7 separate regions of the Mus musculus genome follow, and all the other regions are linked to region 5. The links are chromatin contacts, called in public Hi-C, HiCAR-type, Micro-C and promoter capture Hi-C maps. All regions are on one chromosome and are shown on one strand. Each heading gives the region's core, a stretch centred on a gene start, on an enhancer-like site or on the middle of the called end of the contact. The rest is flanking DNA. Distances are from core to core; before and after follow the strand shown.

Region 1 (2,700 bases), core at 91-2,590, 630 kb after region 5:
AGTGTGGCTTTTCCTTGTCAATCAGCCATGAACTATCAGAGGGGATTTCTTTGACTCTTAGGGCAGCAGCGTTAGGATCTGAAATATACATGTTCACAATTGAACCTGTGGTTGCTGGCTATACTGTGCTGGTCTCGTGCCATGCATGAATTTGGCAGTCATTTAGGTCTTTGGAAAGAAGGGGAAGGAAAACCAATATTTCTTAGAATACTTCCCTCTCACACATATACATCACCATTTAACACTGCCCTGTGTGGTGCTGATAGATGACAGCCTTCATGGTCTCAAAAACCCTTACACACATTTCATGCCCGAACAATACAGAAGACACACGCGTTTCTGTGCCTTGTAACACATAGACACTAGCTAGGGTGATTTTTTTTTTTCCACACAGAACAAATATTTTTTAAATCAAAGTGAACCACTCAGTCAGTACTGCAGCTGTTGATGAACAGTGATTTGAGCCACAGCTGGGAGAAGTCACTGGCAGTGGGCTCAATCATCCCTGTGGTTGAAATAGGCGTTCAGAGCATCTCTCACAAGTCAGATGTGTTTCCATGGGTACATTCTCTTCCCGTACTCCCTGCCATCTCATTCTGCAAGTGCTGTTATCCTCCATCAAAGGCAAGGCAGCAGAGGCTCAGGGAGTGGCTGAAAATGTGTCAGACCCACCCAGCCAGTTTGGTCCGGCTGACACTGCCTCTCCACTCCTTCTTACTCTGGTCAGCAAACTGGATGTTATTTAACGTCTTGACCTAGATATGGATTTTGGGGACAAGAGTCAGGGATCAAGTCCCAGTTCTGGCCTTTTCCAGTTCTGTGACCTTAGACAGGTCAAGTCTATGCACTGTCTGCAGTTTATGCAGGTGTGTTCACAGTGCAAGCCACCCCATTTCCCAGTCTTTGTTAGAAACCACAGTTTACAAAAGAGGGCAGTAGCTTGAAAGAGACCAGAAAGGTGTAACAGCACAGGAAATGGAAAGTAACTACCAGTTTACTTTCTCTTCTAACCCAGAGCAGGTGTTTTGAGTTTTACAGTATTGTTAGGGAAGCTTTAGCAAGAGGGGAGCCCTTCTCCTAAAACAAAACAAAACAAAACAAAAAACAAAGTGCCTGCTTTTTCAGTTTCCACCAAAGACTCAAGAATTGCATTTTACATTATTGTAAAAAAAATTATAAGCCACATTACTGTTTTTGGAATAACCAAAATTCCTTCCACTTTTCTTTAAAACGTTTGTCCTATGCAGGGGTTGTGGCCATGCATGAGAAACAGCAGGTGGTGCCAGATGACAGGTGGTGTGGGAGCCGTCCCCGGTGGGAGGCGCGAGCTGGCGAGCAGGCTGGCAGCTGCCAGATCTTCTCTGCGCGCTGGCGCCTCGTTCTCAGAAGCTCCGGATCCAGGCACGCGAGGGCTGCTTTTTTCAGCACCACGCTCTGGCTGAGGAGGGAGGACTCCTGTTTGTCCTCCTCCTCTACATATTGGCTTGACTCTGCTCTGACCCCCACCAGTGCCGCACAGTAAGTAGGCATTTGTTTTTGTTGTAACCACTCCCCAGCACCCTCCCAGCCCTTACCACCCTGTCATCCCCACAACTCCGTTTGTCTAATTACGTCCCACCAGCCGGATTGACAGGAGAAATTCAGTTGTGCAGGGCTTTTGAGGGTGCGGTGAAATCAATCCTTGAGTTCAAAGGGAACTGGAGGGAAATAATGTGATTTGTTTATTTAGTTGGCAATCTTGCAATATGGGGGCTGCTAACTTTCCATGAAAAGAAAGAAAGGAAGGAAGAAAGAAAGAAAGAAAGAAAGAAAGAAAGAAAGAAAGAAGGAAGGAAGGAAGGAAGGAAGGAAGGAAGGAAGGAAGGAAGGAAGGAAGGAAGGAAGGAAAGAAAGAAGGAAAGAAAGAAAGAAAGAAAGAAAGAAAGAAAGAAAGAAAGAAAGAAAGAAAGAAAGAAAGAAAGAAAGAAAGAAAGAAAGAAAGAAAGGAAGGAAGGAAGGAAGGAAGGCCCTGGCTATTGAGGAAATGGAGCTATTTCATGGCTGAATAAGGAGATCAGGTTCAAGCCAGCCTCTTTCTGATGTAGAAACCTGGGTCTCGTGTACAATCTACATATTATGTAAAAGAGAGAGAGAGAGAGAGAGAGAGAGAGAGAGAGAGAGAGGGGGGTCTTGAGAGAGAGATTGACTGTATTTAATTGTGTTTTAGAGATTGGTGAAGAAAAGGCAAAATAGCGATGTGGGTGGTGAGATGAAATGTATCTTACTGCAGGGGGCCCAGAATAATGGAGTTTCCTTTTGTGCTAAGAACAATCTTGCCAGTGGGGCTCTAGGGATATGTTAGCCACAGTTTCTTGGTATTTTTTTTAAGCTCATTTAAAAAAAAAATGAAGGTCTGAGGTTTTGGGGGTTTTTTGGTTTGGGGGTTTGGGGGTTTGGGAGGGGCTCCCTAATTCGAGGGTTGGTGAACTCGGTGAGCAGTTAGCACATTCTGATGATTAATGAAGTTTCCCCGGACAATGGGAATCATGTCAGGAAATCTAGTGGGAGATTGATGGCTGTTGCCAGGTTGAATGCTGCTGCAGTTGAGCTGTCTCAGACCGTCCTCAGCCCCTCACATTCCCACTGTAACCAGAATCCTGCTGCTTGCCTTAGGTCTGGAATAAAAGCAGAAGCATGGTGAAGCTGAACAGCAACCCTGGA
Region 2 (2,700 bases), core at 133-2,632, 720 kb before region 5:
TTTCTGAGATCGAGGCCAGCCTGGTCTACAAAGTGAGTTCCAGGACAGCCAGGGCTATACAGAGAAACCGAGTCTCAAGCCCCCGCCCCACCCCCCAAAAAAGAGAAAAAATAAAGAGAAAAAGAAAAAGAAAGAGAAGGAGGAGGAGGAGGAGGAGGAGGAGGAGGAGGAGGAGGAGAAAGAGGAAAAGGAAAAGGGAAAGGGAAAGAGAAAGAGAAAGAGAAAAGAGAAAGAGAAAGAGAAAGAGAAAGAGAAAGAGAAAGAGAAAGAGAAAGAGAAAGAGAAAGAGAAAGAGAAAGAGAAAGAGAAGGAGAAGGAGAAGGAAAAGGAAAAGGAAAAAGAAAAAGAAAAAGAAAAAGAAAAAGAAAAAGAAAAAGAAAAAGAAAAAGAAAAAGAAAAAGAAAAAGAAAAAGAAAAAGAAAAAGAAAAAGAAAAAGAAAAAGAAAAAGAAAGGCATTATTTTTATGTTGAAGACCGGAACCTGCATTACAGGCTTATAAGGACTAGCTCGTCCTTGGTCTGGTACAGAGCAGAGCACCCATTCCAGGGCTTGGTGACTATTAAGCAAGCACTCTACTGAGCTACATTTCCAGTCTCAAAAAGTTTTCTTCTTTTAAATGGATGATATACATTAAATAGTTACAGTATTTATACGCCATTAGATAATTTTCTCAAGTGTATAGACCAGCCTGGTCTTGAACTCAAATATCCACCTTCTTCTGCATAAGGACTACATGCACTACTATGTCAAGTTGCGTTAGAAAAAATTAAAAGAATGTTTTAACGTTTTAAATTACAAATATAAAGATTTAAAGTAAGTCAGACATTATATTCTATGCATCTATTTAAGCTTATAATCAAACAAAAATTTTAAAACTTCACTTAAATGGCCTGGGAGTGTACTTCAGCAATCTAGTACGCAAATGTAAGACTGTGCATAAATATATAAGGTTCAATCTCCAAAACCCAGGAAGGAAAAATTGCTAGCTGGAGAGGGGCTACAACCTCTGACAAAGTAAATCACCCAGTATCATTCAGGTACCCTTGCTTTTCTGCCGCACTTAGGCGTCCCCCACCCCCATCCTATAGGCTTGCAGCGTCCTCTTCGGGAACCCAGGGTGACCTCCCTCCGCCCCGCGCTAGCCCGTTCTCCCCGCCCCGGGCTGCTGTGTCATGGCTGAGCGGAAGTCGCTGCCTCAGTGAGAAGAACCGTCCCTAAAATGGATGGCATAAGCTTCCTCCTCTCCCTCCCACGGCCTCGTCTTGGCATCCCAGGTCAGACCGTACCTTGCACTGTCCCGAACACTTCGTAGTCCACAGACTTGAGCAGCTCGGTCATGGCGGCCAGCCTTCTCCCGAGCAGCATTAGCTGGGTATGTGGCGCGGAGACTGCGACAGCCGCCAGGGGAGGAAGACTTATGGGCTCTGGGACCGACGCCCAGAAGCCAAGACAAGAGCGCGCTGGGTCATGCGTAAGAAGATGGCAGATGACCGTTGTACACAGTGAGGGCGACGGGACACCCGGCGCTCGGGCTCCCTAGCAGGGTGCTCCCTCTCTGCGTTCCCCAGGACCCGGTTCTCTAAAGAAAACGGAGGTCGGGCATGTGAGGGGATTAAACCAACTAATATCTACCCACCGACGTTTATTTGACACAAAAAAGGTTTTGTTTTGTTTTTTCTATAAGGATGAAAATAAGAGGGTGACTTGTTGAGAGGACAGAGCGGGTAAAGTCTAAGTGGGTAGAGATGAGAAGGATAATAGGGGGAAAATTACCAAAATTCATTATATGCAAGGATAAAATGTCAAAGAATTTTTAAGTTTTAGGTGATTTTATATAGGTACACTGTAAAGAATACATAGTATACCCATGGGTACACTGTAAGGAGATTAATTCAAGCTAATTAACTTTCATCTCTGATTTCATTTAAGATTTCAACGATTTTAAATATATATCATTCTTAACTATACTCACCATTGTGCAAATATATGATAATCTCCACTTCATATGAAGAAAATGTGTGCCCTTGAAACAATATCCCCATTTCCAACATCCTGAGGTGGACATTTGAAATGAAGGACCTGCTTAGCTTAGTGGCACAAAGGGTATTTGGTCAGTGTGCTGGCTAGTCTTGGCACAAGCTAGAGTAATCTTAGAGGAGAGAACCTCAAGTGAGAAAATGCCTCCATAAGATCTAGCCATAAGGCATTTTCTTAATTAGTGATTGATGGGGGGGTGGGGGAGGGAGCAGTGGAACCCAGCCAGTTGTGGGTGATGCCATCCCTAGTCCAGGGATCCTGGGTTCTATAAGAAAGCAGGCTGAGTAAGCCATGTGGAACAAGTCAGTAACCAGTCCCCACCCCCACCCCACCCCCCATGCCTCTACATCATCTCTAGGTTCCTGCCTTGTTTGAGTCCCTATCCTGATATGTACAGTGCTGTGGAGGTATAAGCCAAATAAACATTTTCCTCCCCCAAGCTGCTTTTTGGTCATTGTGTTTCATGGCAGCAATAAAAACCTTAACTAAGACAGACAATGAATCAATTCTGAAATGTTCTGACGGTGCCAAATCTGTGGTGATTCTGAGATAAAGTTAGGCTTGATCTTTTCATTCAGGCTGATGAATCTGAAAGGTGCCTTGTGGTGATTTGGCTAGCTTTGTTGCCCATACAGACTGTGTTTGAATACTTGGGCCCATGG
Region 3 (2,700 bases), core at 120-2,619, 600 kb before region 5:
AAATGGGTGGCTAGACACAGGTCTTAACACATAGCAGTTTCATAATAGCCATGGCTACAGAGTAAAATCCAGTCTCAAAACAAAAACAAAAACAAAAAAACTAAAACAAAACAAAAAACCACAAACAAAAAAACAAAACCAAAAACAAAAACTAAAAGAAACAAAAGTAAATTTTATTATGCTGCCCTTAGGCTTATTGTTTTTTAGACATTCTCTTTTGAGATGGTGACTTTTTTTGTAAAATATTTTCTTGAAGATCTAGGGATGGAACTCAGCTTAGGAAAGAGGCCAACCACTAGTAGAACTCATAGACCAGCTGGTAATCCTTGTCTGTTTTTTCAGTTAGTTAGTTAGTTTGTTTTGTTTCGTTTTTTTGTTTAGCTCAGGTTGGCTTTAAGCTACAACCCTCCTGCTCTTGAGTTTCCAAATGCTGGGATGACAGGCGCATGTTACAATGTCCTCTCTTAGAAATTTCTTGTTATTTTTAAGATCAATCTCAATTCTCCAGCATTTACTTCTTAGTCTCAATACATGTATTCACTCCCTTCTGGCAAGCAATCTTTAACCAGCCTGAATCTTGAGTTATCAGAAAGCAAGCTTGCAGCCTCAGTCTTTTCTGTCAGCTGATAATTATTTCTTCCTCCTTTCTTTATCGAAATAACATTGCCATCAACCTTACAGATTAATTTAAAAATAACTTCTATGAAGGTGATATGCCTTCATTTAGAATTCCCAGGTATCTCGGTACTTATCCAGTATTTACCAATGCATTATCTTGTAATTTATTAGTTTGTTGCCAGGAAAGGCCTCTACGTCCTTAAGGGCAGAACTAGGCGTTCTTAAACTTTCTATAGGGACCTTAAATGAGAAGATGACACACAAAGTATATTTGTTGAGTAACTTTTTTGGAGGGTGGACGGGGAAATATCAGAAAGGTGGGGGGTAAAAGGACAGAGGAACACAGGGTACTATTGTGTATACAGATTCTTCCATACACGTTTTTTTAAAGATAGTGTCTCCTGTTGCCAGTAGGAAGCAGAGGTTGGCCTAGAACTCTTTGTGCTCATACTGCTTCGCTGTCCACACTCCCGCCCCCGGCTGGGATACAAGCTGCTCTTCCGTAAACTGGCCCAGAAGAGAGGATACTGAGCGTGGAGAGGTAGTCGGATTCCGTGTCTCTGGATCCTGCTGGAGCAGAGTAGGGTCTCTTGTTTCTCGCCGGCAGCCTCGCGTGGCAACCCCAGTCGCTGACACCAAACTCGGCTGACTGCAAGAAAGCAGCCAGGTTACCTCCTCCCCGCCTCCGTGGCCCCGCCCCGGAAGTGACTTGAGGCCGGTCCGGAACCTCCCGGCGCTGCGGCTGCAGCGTCACCAGAAGAGCCGGAGGGGTCCGGGCCGAGCAGCCGCTGCCACCGCCAACGAACCGGGTGCCGCGCGGGGTCCAGCAGCGCGCCGGGCAGCCGGGGCGGGAGGGGGGCCCAGCGGTCGGGCCGAGGGCGAGGCGACGCGGACGAGGCTGAGCCCGCAGCGGGGCGGGGGCCGGGGCCGGGGGTCGGGCCGGGGGCGGCCCCGGGCTAATGGAGGCTCCGGAGCGGGCGGGCGGCGGGGAGCCCCCCGAGCCTGGCGGGCGGCCGGTACTGGGCCCGCGGGCCTTCGTCCCGCAGAAGGAGATCGTGTACAACAAGCTTCTGCCCTATGCCGAGCGGCTGGACGCCGAGTCCGACTTGCAGCTGGCACAGATCAAGAGCAACCTGGGCCGGGCCGTGCAGCTCCAAGAGCTGTGGCCCGGGGGCCTCTTCTGGACGCGGAAACTCTCCACGTAAGTGGGCTGAAGCCGTCGGCGGGCCGGGCTCTTTGTCTGCGCTGCTGGTGCTGCTCAACTCTGTTCTGTCCAGACGGCGCTGACCTGGTGCAGGATTCCAGGGGCGCGGCCGAGTCCGGGGAGACCCAGTCTCCTCGTTGCTTTCCGTGGGACTTCTGGGTCCTGTCGGTCGCCTCTCACGATCAGCGTTCTGGTCCTTTCTCTTGACGTGCCAGGCTCTGGGGAGCCACAGGCGTACCCGGGCATAGGGACGAGCGGCTCCCATTGGTTCTCCCTGGGGTTCTGCGCTTGGAGCTGCGGGATAGAGAGCTTCGGTCTTTGGGGAAGCGACTCCTGTCCTTGCTTCTGTGGTTTTTTTGGGTTTGTTGTTTGTTTTTTGTTTTTGTTGTTGTTTTGTTTTGTTTTTCCTTCCTCGTCGATCCACTTTACACTTCTTACCGTAGGAAGTAGGGACAGTAAGAGGTTGTGTGTGTGTGTGTGTGTGTGTGGTGTGTTTTTCTGTGTTACTATGTTTCTTGGGGGTCTGGGTTGCTGTTCTGGCTTCCTGGATTTAATTGAAACGATTCGTTTCAAATGGACAGTCAGCGCATTCTCGGATTGAGTAGACGTTGAGAATGTTGTCTTAGAATTCTAGGAAAAGTGTATGTTCCTGTTGTGACATTTCCTCGGTCACGACTTCGCTTATTCTAAGGCAAATAGTGAAGAGCGCTGTTAGGTTGATCCCGGGCTTTGTTGGCCAGACTGTGTGGTTTTGAGTTGGTTAGTTCTTTTGTTTTCCGTACGCACTAGCCGCAAATTATAGCGTCATTAGAATTAGAACGGGGGAAAAGTAATGATGGAGCAAAAAGTTTGGAGAGGTCATTTGCTCTATGCGCGCC
Region 4 (2,700 bases), core at 66-2,565, 620 kb before region 5:
AGGAAGAACATTTGGAGCACCCACCATAGGGAGATAAGAAAGACCACTCCAACCCAAATTCTGAAGCTGGTCTCTTCTCTTTGGCACTGGGGACCCCACCACTACCATACTGAACAGCCATGCTCTAAAAAGGCGATAGCAAGCATTTTTTTTTTTATAAAGACCTTCTTTTGGAAGCCATTGTAAACTTTCTAAGACATTTTTCTGCCTACTTTCTGGATTCTGGTTATGGCGTATCCAGATCTGGGAATGGGGAGGATCTGACAAGGTCTATGCACCCTGTTCAGGACAAAGGCAATTGTCTGTAGGGAGTTGGTCTGGTACTGCTATGTATTCAAATGCTAATACTGCCCACCCCCACCCCCACCCCCACCCCCACCCCCACCCCCACCCCCAGACCTGCTTGTCCGCTGATGAGAAGATCCTCAAGTACACCATGTGATGCTTTGTAACCTTGGCCAGTAAAAGGCTAAAGCCTCTGATTGAGCAGTAAATAGAGGTGGGCAGATTTTCAGTTACCTGGCTGGGAGTTACAAGTACAAAGAGGAAAGAAAGGAGGGAGGACAAAACGGGGAGGAAACAGCCATGAGAGGAGATGAACCATGAGCACACGGTTAGGAGAAACAGTATGTAACAAGGAGCATTTGACTGAGATGTAGCTCCAAAACCTGCCCAATCTAGGCTTACAGCTTGTAAGTAAAACACCTGGATTGTGTGTCTTTTATACTGGGTAGCAAACATCTTAAATTCCTTTTACAGGAGAGAGCCCACTGGTTATTTTTGGTTAATTGGAGTTCATCCAGTGCCGCCAGCTGTGACTCATTGGGCAATATTAGTCCATGAGGGTAAATGGAGCGGAGACAATGGATGGGGCGGTTCAGAAACCCTGTGAGTACATATGGTAATGATGACACACTGGGACCAGCTGTGGGGAGACAGATCAAGTTTCCTTGAGGTGACTCAAGGGTTTTATAATTTTGTGGGAGGGGGGGGGGTAGGAGTATGGATAGGCAAAGGTAATTGGGTGTAAGGTACCAAGATGTCTCATTAGCATGGAGAAGCATTTCAGGAATCCCAGGTGCTAACAGGTTCCTATCAGGAGAAAGGAAGCTGAACCTGTAATCTAACCATAGCTATGTGACATTCCACAGGTAGAGGTGTGTGTGTGTGTGTTTTGTTTGAACACCCCAGACAAGGTCAGAGATTGAGGAGCTATGATGGTAAAGGGACTTGTACCAAGTCCAGAAGGCTATCCAGACAATGGTAGATTTTTGACCTTAATTATCAGGGCAACAAAAGCTTTTCTTTTCTGACCTGCTTTGGGCCCCAGAGGACCCCATGGTGCCTGTTGACAGGATTCCAATGCCTAAGTTACACAATAGAGCTCAGGAATTCCTGACACTGGGAGCAAAGCCTAGGGTTTAGAAGGACCCAGAATGGATCTCAGAACCAAGAACTCAGAGAGCCCCAGCCTCTAGTTGGTTTTACAAGAAAGCTATAAAAATTTTTCTCTTGATCAGACTGGTGAACTAGTAAAGCAGAGGGCTGCAGTTGTTAAATGTTGCTGTCTCATATTTTCTGTTGTTTGGCTCTATGTTTTCCATTCTAGTTTTTACTCTGTTTCTTATTGCTTTACCTGTTTTTCTGGCTTGGGGTATCTGGATATATGAACCACAAGACTGATAAGAATTCAATGCTTGAGGCCAGTGGGAAGCTTTGAAAAACCTAGGGCCCTGCTACAGCACCATTGTGACTGTGGAGAACTGGACCTCCCCTTCCTGAATTGCAACATTGCAGAAGGTATGGACCATTTTTCCTGTCTGTTTTGGATATATGAATGTGGCCACTGCATGTTTGTTTCTCTCTCTCTCTCTCTCTCTCTCTCTCTCTCTCTCTCTCTCTCTCACACACACACACACACACATATATATATATATACATATATATATATATATATATTCTTAAAAGTTTCTTTTGCAATATCAGAGCATAACCATAATTTTGGAAAGCAAAACCGATTTTTAACTGTGTAAACAATCCAGTCTCTCTAAAATCAATACCAAGTGCATTATTTTCATGTTACAGAGTTTGACTGCTAGTTATTATATATGAATGCATGATGGTGCAGCTTTTAAAGCTCATTAAAGAAACATTGTTTCAAATCCTATCTTCTATTAGTCTGGCTTCTAGGACAAGAATTACATAAAATATTATCCCAATTTAGAGATACCTTTAGAGACCTGTTTCCCTGGGTTGGTCATGCCATGTGTTGTTGTCCAGAAAGACTCCAACCCTGAGTTACCAGTTCTAAGCCAACTTTCTGTTACCACTGTTACAAAGTTTATACCATACCCAATAACTTGTAAGTCAGTAACATATTTATACATTTAAGACCAGTCAGAAACAAACATAAAGTGGCTACACACATTTACTTATTTAGACTACACAGACAAAATTTTCTTACCTTTTTCTATCAGTAATATCAAGGGAGGAGCACCTTGTCACCAGCTGAACCCAATAATCACAGTCACAGAGATTTTTGTAGGAGAAACAGCCATCAGCTTCCTGACCAAAGAAGCCAAGAAGCTGCTGGTCCCTTTAAGAGCAGCTTTTACAGTAGACTCCTAGCTACAGGTGCAGGTCAACTTAACCAGTTTTTGTTGTGCCAATTCAGAGTGTCTTTTTTTTTTTTTTAACAAC
Region 5 (2,700 bases), core at 67-2,566:
AGCATGAGAACGAGCTTGTGCTTGTGAAGGGGTGCCTAAACCCGAGAGGAGGCAGGGCGGACGAGGAACCCTTGATTGTGCGCCTAGACAAGCGGGGGTGAGAGGCTGAACTGACTCCACGCGTGGTCGCGAGCAGGGCAGCGATCACTCACTTGGAGAACCCTGACCAGCACTTGTGCATTCCGGCTCAGGCAAGGAGCGCACGCACGCCACGGCCGCCGCTTTCACACGGCCCCCGAGGAATTGCGGGGGTGGGGGCGTAAGGAGACGAGCGGCAGACACGTTTCTTTCTCTCCCGGGAGCTGGGAAGAAGGCCAGCCCCGTGTGCCACACGTCAGGCTTTTGCACTGCAGCTTGCTGGTGAGCAGGGCCGCGCACGATTCGGATCGTGTCAACAGTTCTTCCCGTGCTGACTTGGCTAGGAGCATGGCTGCAGCAGCAGAGGTACGCTTTGCGAACCCCCTCCCCCAAAGGAAAAGTTCCTAACTGGCCAGCAAAGTTCTGGGCTGTCCGGCATCTTTGGAGAAAACGGAGACAGTACATGCCAGGCTGGCCGGCTTGGAAACGAAGTTCTGGGTGCAGGGCGAGCCCAGCTCTGGGGTCCCTTGGTACTTCGCACGGGCCAGGCGTGACGAAGTGCGCCCTGCTCCGGGCCCGGGACTCTGGCTGGAGCTGGCAGCAGCGTCAGGCACAGCCTCGGTTCCCCTCAGCCCCGGGGAAGGCTAGCAACAAGTCTTGCCTCAGCCATTTCATCACCCTGCTAGCACGTGCCGATCCCCGGCTCTCGCAGCCCGAGCCAGACCTCGCTTCGCCTCGCTCTTCCCTCTGCACGTCCCGAGCCACGGAGAGTTTGTGCCGCCCGGGGTGAGCTCGGGTCGCCGGCTTGGGGCTAAAGGCACCCGGCGCGCCGCGAGCATGCACCCTGTTCTCCCCCGGCAGCTCTGGGCTGCAGGGCGCACGCGTTTACCTGTGTTCTGCAGGGACAGACGGCCTTTCTGCTGCGAGCTCCTGTCTTGGGGACCTTCCGGAGGGTTCGTGGAGTCCGTCCCCTGCGCCGGGTCCAAGGTGGCAAACACCAAAGCCAGGGTCACAAACTGGCCCAGCCGCTCCGCACACATGGTTCTGGGTATCACCCTCCCGCCTGGAGACCTGGATTCTTTGTGCGCCCCTCCTCCTCCTCTTCCTCCTCCGCCGCTTCCCCCTCCTCCCACTCTTCCTCCTCGCTGGCCCCTTCCCTCCTCCTCGCCGCGGCTCGGATAGAGGTTACCCAGCGCCCTCCCGTAGCTCTCTGGAGAGCATGTGACCAGGCCGTTAGCCGCGCCGCGAGTGCCCGGCGATAGCAGGGATGGTGCCTCAAATATCCCTGGAAGCTCTGGTGTCACTTGAATGAAGGAGTCGAGCAGGTGTTGTCCCGGAGGCTGGACCAATCGGAGACCCCGGCCCGTTTGACAACACAGCGGGAGGCGGGGCCTGCGCCAACTTCTACGGGAGGAAGCGGAGCGCCTCCGCGATCGCCCCACAAAGTTGCAGACCTGGCGGCGGCCACGCGTTTGCGTGGTGTGTGTGTGTGTGTGTGTGTGTGTGTGTGTGTGTGTGTGTGTGTGTGTGTGTGTGTGTGTGTGTGTGTGTGTGTGTGTGTGTGTGTGCGAGACGCGTGCGCGTGTGCTCCGGGGCAATGGCACGCGTTTGCGTGGTGTGTGTGTGTGTGTGTGTGTGTGTGTGTGTGTGTGTGTGTGTGTGTGTGCGAGACGCGTGCGCGTGTGCTCCGGGGCAATGGCCGAATGGACTGAGGGGGAAAAATTAAAGCGGATGCCAACTCTACTTGCAACTAAAAACTAAAAAAAGGGGGGTGGGGGGCAGGAGAAGTCGGTCTTCACAGGGACAGAGTCCCCAGGGTTCATATCCAGCTGGGAAAGTTTCCTCTTTGGAACACAGTCACATTCTCAGCCAGGAGACCTGAACAGATTAGGACAGATACCTGGTCACAGAGATGGTGCGAGCAAATTGAACTCTGGTGGGAATTCCTAAGCGTCCTGACGCTTGTTTTGTTTTTTGGGTTTTTTGGTTTTTGTTTTATTTAAAGGCGCTTGAGGACAGGCGTGGAAGCTGCTGGCCTGATTGACTTACCCACTTTCTGCCTGAATTTGATGGGTCCAATAACACCTGGGGCGTCTCGTCTCGCTCCTCCTCCAGTCCAGACGGATTCCTGTCTGGGCTTCAGGGATCCAAGTGACAATTCATTTCACCAGGTGAAAATTCATTTGCATCATTTCCTGGCTGGTGGCCTGGAGGCCCAGGCAGCCTTGGGTCAGGCGGCCACAGACCATCGCGTGCCCAAGAGGCCAGAGCTTGACAGGCAACTTTAGGCGTCTCCAAATACAGTCTTCAATTTTCTCCAAATGCCACTCGGCCCACTTACGGGTTTTGTTTGTTTGTTTGTTTGTTCTACTCTGCAGTCCTCTGATGTAAAATTAAAGCACCCCACCCCCCAAATCTTGGGACCTTCTATTTTTTTCTCCTCTTCTTGGAGCCCCCTCCTTAAGCACCCTGAGAATCAGATCGCCTTCAGCTGCAATCTCCGCTGCTGGAGGAAGCGGGGAGAAAGTTGGGCGCTGCCGGGAGCGTCTTTCCTCCCTGCTGTGTGTGTACGTGTGCACGCTCACGTCTCCCTCGCGCTGGGCCCGGGACAGGAACTGCTGC
Region 6 (2,700 bases), core at 42-2,541, 600 kb after region 5:
AGGATGAGACCTGGCTGTCTCTTCTAGATAGTGCCACCACTGCTGCTATCCAACTCTACCAAACTGGACTGCTAGTATATCCATAAAGTGTTTGGGAGTGGATTGAGCTGCTGCTGCTGACCTGTGAACTGAACTGCTGATTTCCGACAACCCAGATAGGATTTTCTCCAAAGAACCACGTCTAAACAGGTCCACTTCCCCGCCCCCCCCCCGCCCCCTGTATCCTTTCTTTTCTACTACCTGGTGGGTGGTAGGCTAGAAGGGAGGCAAAAGCATTTAAGAACTATCATTAAAAATAAGGCCTAAGAACCAGGTGTGATGTCGCACGCCTTTAATCCCAGCACTCTCGGGAGGCAGAGGCAGGTGGATTTCTGAGTTCGAGGCCAGCCTGGTCTACAGAGTGAGTTCCGGGACAGCCAGGGCTACACAGAGAAACCCTGTCTCAAAATAAATAAATAAATAAATAAATAAATAAATAAATAAATAAATAAATAAATAAATAAAAATAAGGCCTAAAAAAATTAAAGTTACAACATAGAGAAACCATGTCTCAACAAAACAAAAATTAAAAACAGAGAAGGGGGAAGGGTTCACTGCTCCAAGGACAAGAAGATCATTGCCCCAGGTTATCACACAGAGCAGGGGGCTTTACATAAATCAAAGTTTTATTGGACGGAAAGGGTTAAAACATTTTGCAAGAAAGTCTTACAAGGTGGAAGACAGGAGATAAAAATGTTTTAATTCCTTGTCCTAAACACACATTTTTATAGTATTTGATAGAAAAGAACCATATTTGATTTTCTTACATCCCAGTCCCAAATGATGCATAGCCTGAAATTCAACCTCTCTCTAGACGAATGGCCATCCTCACAACCACAGTCCTTCCTGTTTCCCTTTCAGTAGGGCTTTCCTTGCCTCCCAACTTCTAACAGAGATCCACATTAGGCTCCTGTCTTCTGCTAGGTGCCTGGACTCTTATGTCCTTAATCCCTTCCTTACCTCAACCCCAGCTTCTCGGTGTTCTACACCTCAACTTCCTACCCAGGCTCCTGGTGTTCTGGACTCCAGCTCACCCACCCACACTCCATCTCTCTTCAGTGAAGTTGGGGCCTCTAGGTCAGTCCCGTCCTCGCCTCACACAGGTCTGGCCCCAACGGTTCTCCACCCTCCCCCAGCCCGCATGCGCAAGTGTCCCCCCTCCCCCACATCCACACTCCCCCACCCCACCCCACCCCACACACCTCACACACACACACCCCACGCCCTGTGCTCAGGCCGGCTCCGAGGTCCCGCAGGTTGCCCGACAGGAGGCCGAGAGATGGTGCCCAGCCGCAGTGGGCAAAGGCCAGATGGGCCTCGCTTAATCTACGTGACCCGCTTCGCCTCGCACCGCCATGGCGTGTGGCAGCTGAGGGGTCTCCGAGGTTTCGGCCATCGAGGCCCAGGGCTCGGGGCCCGCTGTGCCTCAAAGCAAGCAGCGGTGGAGCCCGGGGCCCGGGGAGGAGAGCGGCCCACTGGCTCCCAGGCCGGGGTCACTGACACCCCGGATTCCGCCCCTTTCCAGCGGAGGTCGAGAGCGCCCAGGGCCCGGGAGCAAGCAGCGCAAGCAGGTGGCACGGCAGCGGGAGGGATCGTCCTGTCAGCGGCCTGCTGCTGACTGGGCAGCTCCCGCGCCATTTTGTGCGCGCGGCTTCCGTCAGCCAGGCTTCGCGTCAGCCTTCCTGTCAACCTTTGTGTCAGTCTTCCTTTGTCTCAACCTTTGCATCTGCCAGTCTTTCTGTCAGCCTTCCTGTCAGCCTCGGTGTCATTTTCCTCTCAGCCTTTCCTGTCAGCATCCTAGTCAGTAGGCAGCCAGGCTCCTCTCTCCTGCCAGTCTGTGTTGGAGCCATAAGTTTAGGAGAATTCCTTTAACTCACTTAGTGGGGTGGGTAACCTGTAAAAAGGCTGCAGGATATTTAAGATAACCTAGAGACCTGAGAGAAGTTCTTGGATGTAGCTACTTCAGTCGCTCAGAGAAATGGAAGTTTGGCGCGCTTGTTGGTTATTTTTCACTGACATTTATTGAAATTGCTAATTACAGGAGCTGGAGAGGTGGCTCAACGGGTTAAGAGCACTGGTTATTCTTCCATATGATGTAGGTTTGGACCTCAGCACCCACATATAACTGATTGTAATTCCAGTTCCAAGGCATCTGACGCCCTCTTCTGCCCTCCTTGGGCATCATGCATCTACAAGGTGCACAAGCAAAACACATATACACATACAGTAAAATAGAAAATGAATTGCTAATTACCTGATATATATTCAATCAGACCTCTTAAGAGACGTTGAAGCATCCTGTTAAAACACAGAAGATCTGAAGATGTAGTCGTGGCCCACACTTTTAATCCCAACACTAAAGAGTCAGAGTCAGGCAGATCTGTGAGTTTGAGGCCAGCCTAGTCTACAGAGCAAGTTCCAGAACAGCCAGGACAACACAGAGAAACACCTTTTACCTATACTTTTCAAAGCAATTTTACTGAGCTTTCATTAATAGTGTATCCAGTTCACCCAGTTATGGTACACAAGTTAATGGTTCTTACATATCCACAGAGTTGTGTCCTTAACATTCCATTTTAATGTAACTGTAATATCACAGAGAAACTCTGCACCCCTTCAAAGGCATCATAGCCCCTCACCATTGCCTCTACTACCCACTAA
Region 7 (2,700 bases), core at 83-2,582, 570 kb before region 5:
CTGACCTAGTAGAGTTTTTAATTTAGTACAAAATACAAAATTGTATTTTTGACTCCTGTTTCCTATTCATGTCTTGTCACAACTTAATGTTCTTGTAAAAGGACATTTTAAGTATTTTTCCTTTTTAAGTGTTTTTCCTCTATATATTTTAAGGCTACCATGCATACTATTTTTCATAGTGTATATGCGTGTAGGAAAAAATTGTTTTCCTTTCTTTACTTTTTTTTTTTTACTTTTTTTTTTTTTTTTTTTTTGAGGGGGAAGGACTAGGGTCTTGTTGTGTAGCCTAGGCTGGCCTCCAGCTCCCAACAGTCCTGCCACCACACCTGGCTTGGTACTTAGTTTTTGATTACCTGTGTATCTCTATCCCATTACCATTTGTGGTTGTTAGCAATTGAGCCCAGGGATTTGACTTGCTAAGTAAGTGTTGTACCACTGATATCTACCCTAGCCTGGCTTCCTCTATTGATTCAACAAAGGGTCATTTGCTTTTGTTGTTTTTGTTTTTTGAGACAGGTCTTTTTGGGTGCAATTTTTTAAAAATCAAACTTCTGCCTTTCCAGGAGCTCTGCCTGCCACTCTCCAGGCTAGGCTCTGTGATCAGTCACCACTGGTCTCACTCAGCTCCAGCAAGGGCCAGCTGGCCGTTTTTTAAAACTAGCTCCCTCCATCTTCCTTGGCCCCTACTCATTGTGTAGGCGGAGACTGCAAACTCTAGGGGCCCCAAGACCTACATGTCTGTAGCTTCCCCCTTGCTCCAAAGCCTGGTCTGAATCCTTTTTCTCTGTGTCCCTTCTCTTCCTCCTAGGACCTGGAAATCCCACCTTTTTTTCCCTTCATTCAGCAAGTGACTTTTCCCTCCTTTATTGACACAATCAAGAACCAATTAGGGAATCAACCCCTTCCACTACAGGTCTTGCTATATATAGCTCAGTGGCCTCAAACTCACAGTTCCTCTGCTACTGCTTCCCTAGGGCTGGAATTGCATGTGTCAATACACTTGGTTTACAAAGGGCAATTTATGATCACATAAGTCTTTTATTCTTACCTTTACCTGTTTACAACATGGAAATAACATATTCTACTCTGGGGTTTCTTATTACTCATTAATGATCTGGACCCAAAATTTAATAGTTAATAAAATGAAGAAAGTCATTCCCCCAATGAACTGTCAGTAAGTCATTTTCACCAGTTATTTCATCAGTAAACACTGAATTGCATTGATTTCTAAAACAGCATTTGAGGAACATTATGAGGAGAAAGGGCTCAGCAATTAAAAGAATATGTTTCTTCAGAAGATCCAAGTTAGGCTTTTAGCACCTGTAACTCCAGCTCTAGGGCATCTGCTGCCCTCTTCAGGCCTCCTTGGGTATCCCGTCCCCTGCCTGGGACATACATAGAATAGTTCAGATTGTTCAAGTAATCATGCTAAATTTACATGAGAGGAAGGGTGATTACAGTAACATTTATTTTAGAAAAATGCTTTAATTTTAATGAAAAGTTAGTGCTACCATTGCCTCCATGGTGATGATGGTGTCTCTTCTGTGTAACTGATGAAGTAATCTTAATGGCTGTAAAAGTGACATTTAACAGAGTGGTGTGAGATTTGAAAGATGGGTAATGAAAAATGTTTGATTGGCTAAAGATGAGTTTGTTTAGATTTAGAAAGAAGGTAAAACTGACTTAATACATTGTTAGGGGAAAAAAGAATACTATTTAATTAGGAGTTTAAGGCAGGGAAAGAAGGAATGCACCATTATTGTTGTTTTCCAATTCATATGTTAAAAAAAGCAAATAGAGTTAGTCTGACAGAAATTTTAGTTCAGTTGAATCTATGAATATTTCTGGGATTATTTTTATTTTGAATGTGTCATGTGTTGGGGGGGGTTTACAAGTGAATCTTGGGCATGACTCAGTGTTTAAGAGCACTGCCTCTTTTTCCACAGGACATGGATTTGATTCCTAGTACCTACAATGGTGACTCACAACCATCTGTATGTAGCTCCAGCTTTTGACTTCCATAGTCACCAGGCATGTAGTGATGCACATATACATGCAGACAAAACATTCATACACATAAAATAAATAAATGATTCTTTAAAATTTTTTTAAAATAAAAGAAAAGCTAATCTTATCTTGATAGTTATAAAGAACTAGGAGAGTCAGGTTACAGCCTCCATGACTTTGAAATTCACTTTTTAGTAACTGGGAACAGAAATGGTTGACTCTCTTGTCCTGCCTTGGAACAATCAGAGAGCATTAGTGCCATCATGAGGAAATTGAAGTGTAGAGAAAAATTTACATGAGGCTCAAACTGGAACAAGAGCTTAAGAATTCACTTTTGTACAGAATAGTAAGGTGATGAAAAGAAATTTCTCATCTGGGTATTATATCCTGAATCATAAATTCATGATTGATAGGCAGGAAAATTGCTGTAGCAGTAAAAGGTGCACAAGTTTTTGTTTCTGTGAAGTTGCACGTACAATGCTTTTTGCAAAGCATGAATTAATAGTTGTTAATATTTGCTGTGATGCCTAATAAATAATTCCGAGCTACCCAACAGCTTTCAATATATTATCTCAGTTAATTTTAAAATAGCTTTATGAGAGGGTAGGTATTTGCCATGATAAAAAGTACTAAGCTGTAATACTATATTCTTAGGAACAATGACTTGATTTTCAAATTCAGATTTGTCTGACT

What was found. Promoter capture Hi-C pulls out the DNA fragments that hold promoters and counts their contacts. A called contact is a pair of places that touch in the nucleus more often than the background predicts. HiCAR-type assays count read pairs that join an accessible place to other places.
Region 1: a contact with region 5 is called in a HiCAR-type map of astrocytes, with 2.4 times the contacts expected there. The contact joins the promoter of Nsg2 here to the promoter of Stc2 in region 5. A contact is called at or near these places in 1 of 39 promoter capture datasets (liver) and 2 of 115 datasets of contacts at active chromatin or transcription factors (astrocytes and embryonic stem cells).
Region 2: a promoter capture Hi-C map of stem cell-derived epiblast-like cells shows a contact between it and region 5, with 4 times the contacts expected there. The contact joins the promoter of Acyp2 here to the promoter of Stc2 in region 5. A contact is called at or near these places in 4 of 39 promoter capture datasets (the SN4741 cell line, embryonic stem cells, pre-B cells and 1 more), 1 of 484 Hi-C or Micro-C datasets (embryonic stem cells), 2 of 115 datasets of contacts at active chromatin or transcription factors (astrocytes and embryonic stem cells) and 1 of 9 other capture datasets (embryonic stem cells).
Region 3: a Hi-C map of the N1E-115 cell line shows a contact between it and region 5, with 5 times the contacts expected there. The contact joins the promoter of Psme4 here to the promoter of Stc2 in region 5. A contact is called at or near these places in 1 of 39 promoter capture datasets (the SN4741 cell line), 4 of 484 Hi-C or Micro-C datasets (the N1E-115 cell line, Th1 cells, embryonic stem cells and 1 more) and 5 of 115 datasets of contacts at active chromatin or transcription factors (bone marrow-derived macrophages, embryonic fibroblasts, embryonic stem cells and 2 more).
Region 4: a Micro-C map of embryonic stem cells shows a contact between it and region 5, with 7 times the contacts expected there. The contact joins the enhancer-like site here to the promoter of Stc2 in region 5. A contact is called at or near these places in 2 of 39 promoter capture datasets (the SN4741 cell line and embryonic stem cells), 2 of 484 Hi-C or Micro-C datasets (both in embryonic stem cells) and 1 of 115 datasets of contacts at active chromatin or transcription factors (embryonic stem cells).
Region 6: a contact with region 5 is called in a Micro-C map of embryonic stem cells, with 2.4 times the contacts expected there. The contact joins the promoter of 4930524B15Rik here to the promoter of Stc2 in region 5. A contact is called at or near these places in 5 of 39 promoter capture datasets (the 3T3-L1 cell line, the SN4741 cell line, cranial neural crest and 2 more), 12 of 484 Hi-C or Micro-C datasets (cerebellum, cerebral cortex, cortical neurons and 4 more), 5 of 115 datasets of contacts at active chromatin or transcription factors (the NIH/3T3 cell line, astrocytes and embryonic stem cells) and 1 of 9 other capture datasets (embryonic stem cells).
Region 7: a contact with region 5 is called in a Micro-C map of the HL-1 cell line, with 2.8 times the contacts expected there. The contact joins the enhancer-like site here to the promoter of Stc2 in region 5. A contact is called at or near these places in 4 of 39 promoter capture datasets (the C10 cell line, embryonic stem cells and trophoblast stem cells), 5 of 484 Hi-C or Micro-C datasets (the HL-1 cell line and embryonic stem cells), 1 of 115 datasets of contacts at active chromatin or transcription factors (embryonic stem cells) and 1 of 9 other capture datasets (embryonic stem cells).

The regions. Positions count from the first base shown.
Region 1 is chr11:31,999,079-32,001,778 of GRCm38.p6, forward strand. It overlaps Nsg2 (neuron specific gene family member 2), which reads left to right and starts at 1,341. Exons shown (of 5, transcript NM_008741.4): 1 at 1,341-1,518; 2 at 2,653-2,700. The coding sequence starts at 2,674.
Region 2 is chr11:30,648,014-30,650,713 of GRCm38.p6, forward strand. It overlaps Acyp2 (acylphosphatase 2, muscle type), which reads right to left and starts at 1,383. Exons shown (of 4, transcript NM_029344.3): 1 at 1,288-1,383. The coding sequence starts at 1,366.
Region 3 is chr11:30,770,406-30,773,105 of GRCm38.p6, forward strand. Psme4 (proteasome (prosome, macropain) activator subunit 4) reads left to right here and starts at 1,370. Exons shown (of 47, transcript NM_134013.3): 1 at 1,370-1,819. The coding sequence starts at 1,578.
Region 4 is chr11:30,749,381-30,752,080 of GRCm38.p6, forward strand. No RefSeq gene overlaps it. Among named protein-coding and RNA genes, the nearest start is that of Psme4, 21 kb to the right of the region's middle. Within about 2 kb of position 1,316, at least 36 of the 459 cell types and tissues checked have an H3K27ac peak or open chromatin away from gene starts, as enhancers often do. A contact at or near this core is called in the SN4741 cell line and embryonic stem cells, where this site is marked.
Region 5 is chr11:31,368,745-31,371,444 of GRCm38.p6, forward strand. Stc2 (stanniocalcin 2) reads right to left here and starts at 1,317. Exons shown (of 4, transcript NM_011491.3): 1 at 968-1,317. The coding sequence starts at 1,118.
Region 6 is chr11:31,964,342-31,967,041 of GRCm38.p6, forward strand. 4930524B15Rik (RIKEN cDNA 4930524B15 gene) reads left to right here and starts at 1,292. Exons shown (of 5, transcript NM_026262.1): 1 at 1,292-1,610. The coding sequence starts at 1,319.
Region 7 is chr11:30,798,344-30,801,043 of GRCm38.p6, forward strand. The region is part of intron 3 of Psme4 (proteasome (prosome, macropain) activator subunit 4); the gene reads left to right. Among named protein-coding and RNA genes, the nearest start is that of Psme4, 28 kb to the left of the region's middle. Within about 2 kb of position 1,333, at least 10 of the 459 cell types and tissues checked have an H3K27ac peak or open chromatin away from gene starts, as enhancers often do. A contact at or near this core is called in the HL-1 cell line, where this site is marked.